Regions from separate parts of the Macaca mulatta genome. Here region 2 is linked to region 1. Evidence: chromatin contacts called from public Hi-C data. All regions are on one chromosome and are shown on one strand. The core of a region is the stretch at or near the end of the contact, and the rest is flanking DNA. Distances in the headings are between cores, read along the strand shown. Region 1 holds the start of TWF2 (twinfilin actin binding protein 2). Region 2 holds the start of GLYCTK (glycerate kinase).

Region 1 (4,489 bases), core at 1,912-4,411:
TGGCTCGTGCCTGTAATCTCAGCAATTTGGAAGGCCAAGGTGGGCAGATCACCTGAAGTCAGGAGTTCAAGACCAGCCTGGCCAGCATGGTGAAACCCCGCCTCTACTAAAAATACAAAAAATTAGCCGCACATGGTGGCTTGCGCCTGTAATCCCAGCTACTTGGGAGGCTGAGGCAGGAGAATCGCTTGAACCCGGGAGGCAGAGGTTATAGTGAGCTGAGATCACACCATGGCACTCCAGCCTGGGCAACAAGAGTGAAACTCCACCTCAGAAAAAAAAAAAGAGAGAGAGACTCCATCTTGGCCACTGGGCTGTAGAGCTGGAAGGTAAGAGCCAGTGAGTGACCAAGGACCCCAGGGCAGAGATGAGGACCATGGTGAGAGCCAGGGAGCCATAAGTGGTGGATCTACTAGTGGACAGGGAAACCACCACGGACCATGCGGGGAAGGTCCCTGCTTGGGTCCCTGGGTGAGCAGGGCTTGGCCAGAGTGACCTTGAGGCTGCCCAGGGGTCAGGGGAATTCCATCAGGAACACAGCTGGAGGCCTGAGGTCAGAGAATATTTATAGGGCCAGGACTGGGCAACTCAGGGGCGGGGGGGCCCTTAGGAAAACAAACTCTGGTCATGTCCTCAGGTGCCCCCCTTGCAGAGTGACCGTTAATCTGAGACCTCAGGCTATGCACCACCCTCCAAGGCCACTGGGTGGGCTGGGGCCCAGCTGAGCTCAGCAGACCCTTAGGGCTCAGAGAAACATGGCATGGAACTGTAGGCAGGTGGACACCGTCCCACTGGGCCAGGACAGAACTTTCCATTGGCAGATCCCAAGCAGGTCCCTGAGGCCCTAAGCCTGGCCTCTGGGGCTCCACCTCTCCCTTAGCTGGGTGACCCCTGACCTCTCTGAACTTCAGTGTATAAAATGGAGATAATAGCCCCAAACCTGGCAGGGCTATGGTGAGGAATAAATGGGAGAAAGGGCTTGGCAATGGTGGCCTCTACTAATAACAATTAATCTTTTATTACGATAACAACAGCAAGCTGACTGTGCTGAGCTGCCTCTTCTATCTGCCCAGACCTTCCCGGAAGGGAGACCAAGAAGCTCCCCCAAAGGACAGGCCGACGGGCCCCTTCTAGTGTTACCAGGGCAAACAGACACCCCAGCAGGGGAAGGCACACCTCCCTGCCCACCCCAGCCCCAATGCCTGCCCAGCCGCCATCAATAATCCAGAGACCAGGCCTGGGACACCTGAGCCTCTATTATCAATGATTCATGAACACCCTCCCTCCGACTCCAGTGAGCCTCACGTTACAGGTCCCTTTCCTGCCCTGCTCTGAGGTCAGCAGATCCACACCTATGGTCAGGACAGGGCTGGCACTTGGTCCTCCAGGGTGATCTCTCCTGCCAACTCCCCCAGCCAGAAATGGGAAGGAGTGGGCTGCTCACAGGTGGAAGGAGGACTGGGGGCAGCCCGGTCCCCAGTGACCCCCTCAGTGGGCCTGTCTCACTATGGGTAATGAGGGAGTGAGGCAGCAGAGAAGGGGTATGGGGTGGCTAACTTCCTGGGATCTCCTCCACCAGGGCTGGAGGCCGGGAGGCAGCAGCTATGACCAGACAAAGGGGAAGGAAGAAGCTGGCCACGAGGCAGTTCCCTCCTGTGGGGCTGAGTCATGAAGCCCGCCTGCCAGCTCCTCCTGGAGAAAGGCTGGCCCATCTGGGAGGCCTGGCCCTGACCCAGGCCCCTGCCTTCGCAGGGCCAGGGAAACCTTTTCAGGGCAGCCCAGCCACCAAGTGGCCACAACCGCACCAGGATTCAGGTGGTCAGGCAGGTCGATGGTGGCAGCCCCAAGCAGGTGATCCTAGTGCGGTGGGAGGGGTGGCTGATGGCCAAACCAGCCAGGCTGTCTGGGCAAACAGCCTGGGCCTTCCCCACAGGCCAGGCAGCCCTCCCAGGTCAGTGACAGATGAGGACACTGAGCCCCAGGTAGAGTCAGGGCACCTGGCTCCTGGCCATTGCTTCTCTCACAGCCCGTCCAAGAAGGAAACTGGGACCCCTGGGGGAGGGGGTGTGTGATGCTAGGGGATGGTGAAGCTTCCTAGGGATGGGGGGGGGCGGGGGTGAGAGCTGGCCTGGATTATTTAGGGCCAGGACTCTCCTCCACAAACCCCATATCTGGACCTCTTCCCTGTCTGCAGTCTGGAGCTGGGATCTTCCAACCAGACTGAGACAGGCTCAGAAAGTCACAACGGAAAATGGGAGGGAGGTCAGAGGTCAAGGTCAGATAGGCAGCTTTCTCCATCCCACTTAGCAGTCTCTGTTCTGGGTTTTCCCCAGCCTGGGGAGAGTGAGTGTCCTGGGAGGAGCAAAGGTCAGGGTCCCCTCACACATACACAAACCCATTCAAGTGATACAGACACATGCGGTATATGCATCCTTGGCAACAAATGCACACTGAGATGCGCTCCAACTATGCACACACACAGACACCCACATACATGTGCACACTGCCATGAAACACTGATGTCTAAAGAGGGTCCTATGGGACCTACAGTGTCCATTCAGCCACAAGTGCCAGTGCATGAATGACCCTTAGATGTGCACAAGGGAGTCACATCGAGAGGTGCACACGTAGGACTGTACACGGAAGACGGGTACACATGCGTGTACACCCACTACAGGAAAGGAACAAAAATATACAGATGGGCACACACAGCCACATTCATCTCCAGGTAGGCACACAGATACTTCCACCCCAGCTGTGTACGTACATGTACACCCACTCCCAGCTATGCACACCACGTCCGTACTCCCCCAGATGTGCCCACCCTAGGCGATCCACGGCTGCAAAAGAGAACAGGAAGCTTCTCCCGGCTGGTGCGGGGTGGAGGGAGGGGCCGAGAGCCGGGGAGGGGGCGCTTCCGAGAGCCGAGACCCAGGCCCCCTGCCCGCCCGCCATCCGCCCTCACCGTGGATGCCCGTCTGGTGCGCCATGGCTCGGCGCTTCGCTCCGTCCGCGCCGTCGGAGCCCTCCACTTGACCCTGGCCCGCCTCCGCTCGCTGGACCAAGAAAGGAGAAGGATGTGGCGGAGGCTGTCGAGCCTCGCGCAGCTTCCCGGGCGGTGCCGCAGGACCCGCCCCCAGCGGCGCCCCGCCCCCGACAGGCGCGGCCGGGAGGCGGGGACTCGGAGCCGCGCGTGCGCGCAGCCTGCGCGTCGGTCCGGGTGGGTCTAAGGCTGATTGATCCGCCGTGCGCACGCCAGCGCGTTCCTCTGTGGCAGGAGAGGGGGCCTGCGTGTGACGGAGCGTGCGTGGGAGGACGCGCGTGTGTGTGCGTCCTGATCACGGTGGTCTGTGGGTGGGGCGGATCGTGCGCGCGCGCCCGACCTGTGCCCCCCCAAGCCAGGTGGGTTTCCGAATAGGAGGGGGTCGCAGCGTACCCGGGTTTGCACCCAGGAAGGGGTCTGCTTGTGGATGGGCGTGCGCACATGCGTGCGTGTGCCAGCTCTTCCCCAGGGGCCGTTTCTTGAGCGCCTCCCGTGGGGTCCTGGGTACCTCGGTGTGGTCATGGCCGCTAGGCTTTGCCCTCACGGTGGAGAGCCCAGGCCCGCCTCACCCGCTAGATGGTGGTAAGAGCCCGTCGAGACAATGTGAGGGGCTGCCAGGAGAAGGCGAAGATTGGAAACCTAGAGGGGAGAATGAAACAGCCCAGCAGAGTGGAGGGAAAAGTTTTCTTTCTTTCTTTTTTTCTGAGACGGAGTTTTGCTCTTGTTGCCCAGGCTGGGGTGCAATGGCGCGATCTCGGCTCACTGCATCCTCCGCCTCCCGGGTTCAAGAGATTCTCCTGCCTCAGCCTCCCGAGTGGCTAGGATTACAGGCATGCGCCTCCATGCCTGGCTAATTTTGTAGTTTTAGTAGAGACGGGGTTTCTCCATGTTGGTCAGGCCGATCTCGAACTCCTGACTACAGGTGATCTGCCCGCCTCGGCCTCCCAAAGGGTTGGGATTACAGGTGTGAGCCACCGCGCCCGGTGGAAAGGTTTTCTTTAAAAAAAAAAATATATATATATATATATATATATATATATATATATATATATATATATTTATTATTATTATTATTATTAAAAAAGAGGGTCACCCTATGTGGTCCAGGCTGCTCTGGAGCTCCTGGGCTCAACCAATCCTCCTGCCTATGGCCTCCTAAAGTGCTGGGATTACAGGTGTGAGCCGCTAGTCCCAGCCAGAAAGGCTTTCTGAGAAGAGAGCACTGCATGTGCAAAGGCCCAGAGGTTGAAAGAGGGCCAGAGCCTGGTGAATCTGAGGAACTTTCCATGTCCTAATGACCTGTGTCTATATCCAGCAGCCTTGCCTTACTGATACCAGTACCTGCCTGCTGCTACCATCCAGTCAACATGTGGCATCTTCCAGGCCACTGTGATGAGTCAGGGATGAGCATCTGACTCTGGTTGGTCCAATCAGCTTGTCCAGGGA
Region 2 (3,918 bases), core at 1,374-3,873, 57 kb after region 1:
TACAGAGAGATGTAGCAACTGCCAAAGGGAGCAGGTAGGGGGTGTGAAAAGAAAAGAAAATTTCAGGACATTCTCAATTTATAATGTGAAGGAGAAAAGTTAAACCCTGGAAACTGAGCAGGCATTGCTTTTTTTTTCTTCTCTGATCCATGACTGCTGCTTCCTGACCTTTATATTGAAATGTTATACATTAACCAGGCTCCCTATTCTTCATTCAAACTTAGACTAGATGATGTGGGAGATAGAGACCCTTGTGATTGTTGTCTCTTTACAATAGAATGTTAAGCAAACTCCTTCGAGTATAATAAATGGTAGCCAATCAAATCTTGTATTTATGTTAGCTTTTTTTGGAAAATGTAATTCCGGTCAGCACCCGTTTTTGCCTATATAAACAATCTTTTTTTTTTTTTTTGGAGACGGAGTCACCCAGGCTGGAGTGCAGTGGCGCAATCTCGGTTCACTGCACCCTCCCAGGTTCAAGCGATCCTCCTGCCTCAGCCTCCCAGCCTCAGCGCCCCCAGTAGCTGGAATTACAGGCGCATACCACCATGCCTGGCTAATTTTTGTATTTTTAGTAGAGACGGAGTTTCGCTATGCTGACCAGGCTGGTCTTGAACTCCTGACTTCAGGTGATCCACCCGCCTTAGCCTCCCAGAGTGCTAGGATTACAGGTGTGAGCCACTGCGCCTGGCCCATGCCCAGCTAATTTTTGTATTTTTAGTAGAGATGGGGTTTCACCATATTGGTCAGACTGGTCTCCAACTCCTGACCTCAAATGATCCCAGCTGCCTCAACCTCCCAAAGTACTGAGATTGCAGGGATGAGCCACTGCGCCTGGCCCAAAAACACATTTCTAATGTCAACCTAAAAATCATCAAAAGGTTCGAGATCCAGTTAAAAGAATTTATTCAAGCATAAAGTGTGAGGGCAGCCATCAGGGAAACACAGACACCAAGCAGTGGCAATTAGTGTTCCCCAGCGTGGGGAAAGGTGAAGATTGTTTATATTGGCCGGGCGCCTGTAATTGTTTATACACCTGTAATCCTAGCACTTTGGGAGGCCAAGGTGGGTGGATCACAAGGTCAGGAGTTCGAGACCAGCCTGGCCAACATGGTGAAACCCCCATCTCTACTGAAAATACAAAAATTAGCTGGGCGTGGTGGTGGGTGCCTGTAGTCCCAGCTATTTGGGAGGCTGAGGCAGGAGAATCGCTTGAATCTGGGAGACGGAGGTTGCAGTGAGCGAGATTGTGCCCAGGCTGGAGTATAGTGACAGTGAGCCAAGATTGTGCCATTGCACTCCAGCCTGGGTGACAGAGCAAGACACCACCTCAAAAATAGGAGAAAGAAATGTGTTTTTGTTGGTTGGTTGGTTTTGAGACATGGGACCAGGCTGGAGTGCAGTGGCATGATCAAGGTTCACTGTAGCCTCTACCTCCCATGCTCAGGAGATCCTCCCACCTCAGCCTCCCGAGTAGCTGGGACTACAAGAGCATGCCACCACACCCGGCTCTTTTTTTTTTTTTGTAGAGATAAGAGTTTTGCCATGTTCTCAGGCTGGTCTCGGATTTCTAGGCTCAAGCGATCCGCCCACCTTGGCCCCCCCAAGTGTTGGTATTACAGGCGTGAAACACTGGGCCCTGCCAAGAAACATGTTTCAATAAAATCGTTAGGAAATCAAGTATGTGATTTGTGATGCAACTCTCTCCTCTATCTCCATAAGAAAACATCAGTAAAAACAGTGAACTGTTTCGTGTTCTTGGAGTCTGATGAGGACTCATCTTATGAATGTGGGAAGGCATCCAGCCAGCTCAGGGTGGGCCCAGCATGAGAGCAGGGACAGTGAGGAAGGTCCTGAGTCATTCGCTTTTACATGCAGCTTATGTGCTTGAGGATAGCGGAATGGAACTCTCGCTAGGTCAGAGCTGTATTTGGTGGCCCATGGTGGGAGAGGGGAGAACACTAATAAGTTGTGGAATAAAAACCATGGAGAGGAGCGAGAATTACTTAATCTGGCTCCAGAAGGGGTTAGTTGTGGGTAAGTAGTGATTCTCAGTTCGTTTGCTCAGCCCAGTCCTCAGGGTGTATCTGCTGACTGATCGTACAAGATAAAGGAAGGGAGAGGCCAGGCGCGGCGGCTCAAGTGTGTAATCCCATCACTTTGGGAGGCTGAGGTGGGTGGATCGATTGAGGTTAGGCGTTCGAGACCAGAGAGGCCAACATGGCGAAAGCTGGTCTCTACTAAAAAATACAAAAATTAGCCCGGCGTGGTGGCACATGCCTGTAATCCCAGCTATTCAGGAGGCTGAGGCATGAGAATCGCTTGAATCCGGGAGGCGGAGGTTGCACTGGGCCGAGACCGCGCCTCTGCACTCCAGTCTGGGCGACAGAGTGAGACCCCCGTCTCGAAAAAAAAATCTGCAATCAGTGAGGCGGGGATTATTACCCTCAATGTAGAGATTAAGAAAATGAGGACTTAAGGTGACTCCTTCCAGGTCTGTTGGTGGCCAGCAAGGAGTCAATATCCTAAACTCTCCCTTCCAGACCCCAGCTTCAGCTAGAGCTCGCAGCCGCCAGCGCGGATCCACCCACCCACACTTCCGGATTCCGCTCCGCCCACCCGCGAGTACTTCCGGTCTCCAGTGCTGGGCGCCGTGGCCCGGAGCTGTGGGCTGGTAAGTCTGCGCCTGCAGGGCGCGCATGACCTTCAGAAGCAATCCCTGGGCTGGGCGACGAAGGGTCTTGGTGGCAGCAGGCCCTTCTTTCTCGTATCACCTGGCATTACGCGGCAGCGGTTTGCCTCGCGAAGGCCCTACCTGAGGATGACGTCACTTCCAGCCCCCTGCTGACTGCGGGAAACCGGAAATGGTGCCAGCCCCCTTTAATAGCGGGGAGGAGTCAAGGCCGGTAGTCTTCCTGTTTCCGTGTTTTGCTTTGGATCCCTCCGGAGTTTTGGAGAGACTATGTCTTGTATAGAATTGGAGGACTTAGCAAATAAAAATGCAGAGAGTCCAGTTAATTTTTTTTTTTTGAGACAGAGTCTCACTCTGTCACCCAGGCTGGAGTGCAGTGGCGCGATCTCGGCTCACTGCAACCTCCGCCTCCCCGGTTCAAATGATTCGCGTGCCTCAGTCTCCTGAGTAGCTGGATTACAGGCGCCCACCACACCTGGCTAATTTTTGTATCTTTAGTAGAGACGGGGTTTTACCATGCTGGTCAGGCTGGTCTGTAATTCCACACCTTAGGTGATGCGCCCGCCTCAGCCTTCCAGAGTGCTGGGATTACAGGCCTGAGCCACTGCGCCCGGCCGTGTCCAGTTAAATTTGAGTTAAGATAAACGATGAATAATTGTTAAGTCCTAAACATTGTATGCACATATTTATACTTTAAAAATTACTTGTTTTTCTGAAATTCAAATTTAACAGGACGTCCTGTATTTTCTCTGGCAGCCTTGGCATTGAGCGTCCCCTGTCCTCTGCTCATACCCAGTGGCAAGACTGGGATCTTCTAGGCTCTTGTCCATCTGGGAAATAAATACAGATTTCACCCTATAAAGACCGGCTGTCTTAGTTGCTAAGATGCTTTTAGCTCCAAGCCTAATGGGCAAGCTCCAGGGGTCCCCCTGGCCATAACTGGACCCATTTTCGGAATCCCCATGACGATGCCCTCTGTGTTCCGTTTCACAACAGAAGTCAAGCATGGCTGTCTTCTCTTACGGGAGAGCTGAGACTAGGCAGACAAAATGGTCAGAGTCTAGAAGTAACCACCACATTTGGGTGTGGGATAAACCGGTATTTGAGATCTGTGTTGCAGTGGACAGTATCAGAGAGCCTGAGGGTGTTAAGGGGAGAGTGTAGTGTTAATCTCACCTTGTGTCTCATTTTGTGGATGAGGCCCAGTGAGAGAAATGGATGTGTCC

The links. A called contact is a pair of places that touch in the nucleus more often than the background predicts.
Region 2: a contact with region 1 is called in a Hi-C map of liver, with 3 times the contacts expected there. The contact joins the promoter of GLYCTK here to the promoter of TWF2 in region 1. A contact is called at or near these places in 4 of 14 Hi-C or Micro-C datasets (CD4 T cells, blood, cortical neurons and 1 more).

What each region holds. Positions count from the first base shown.
Region 1 is chr2:115,765,969-115,770,457 of T2T-MMU8v2.0, forward strand. It overlaps TWF2 (twinfilin actin binding protein 2), which reads right to left and starts at 3,162. Exons shown (of 9, transcript NM_001433503.1): 1 at 2,966-3,162. The coding sequence starts at 2,990. It overlaps LOC114676359 (a long non-coding RNA gene), which reads left to right and starts at 3,160. Exons shown (of 2, transcript XR_013414000.1): 1 at 3,160-3,402; 2 at 4,359-4,489.
Region 2 is chr2:115,823,716-115,827,633 of T2T-MMU8v2.0, forward strand. It overlaps GLYCTK (glycerate kinase), which reads left to right and starts at 2,624. Exons shown (of 5, transcript XM_077992976.1): 1 at 2,624-2,906.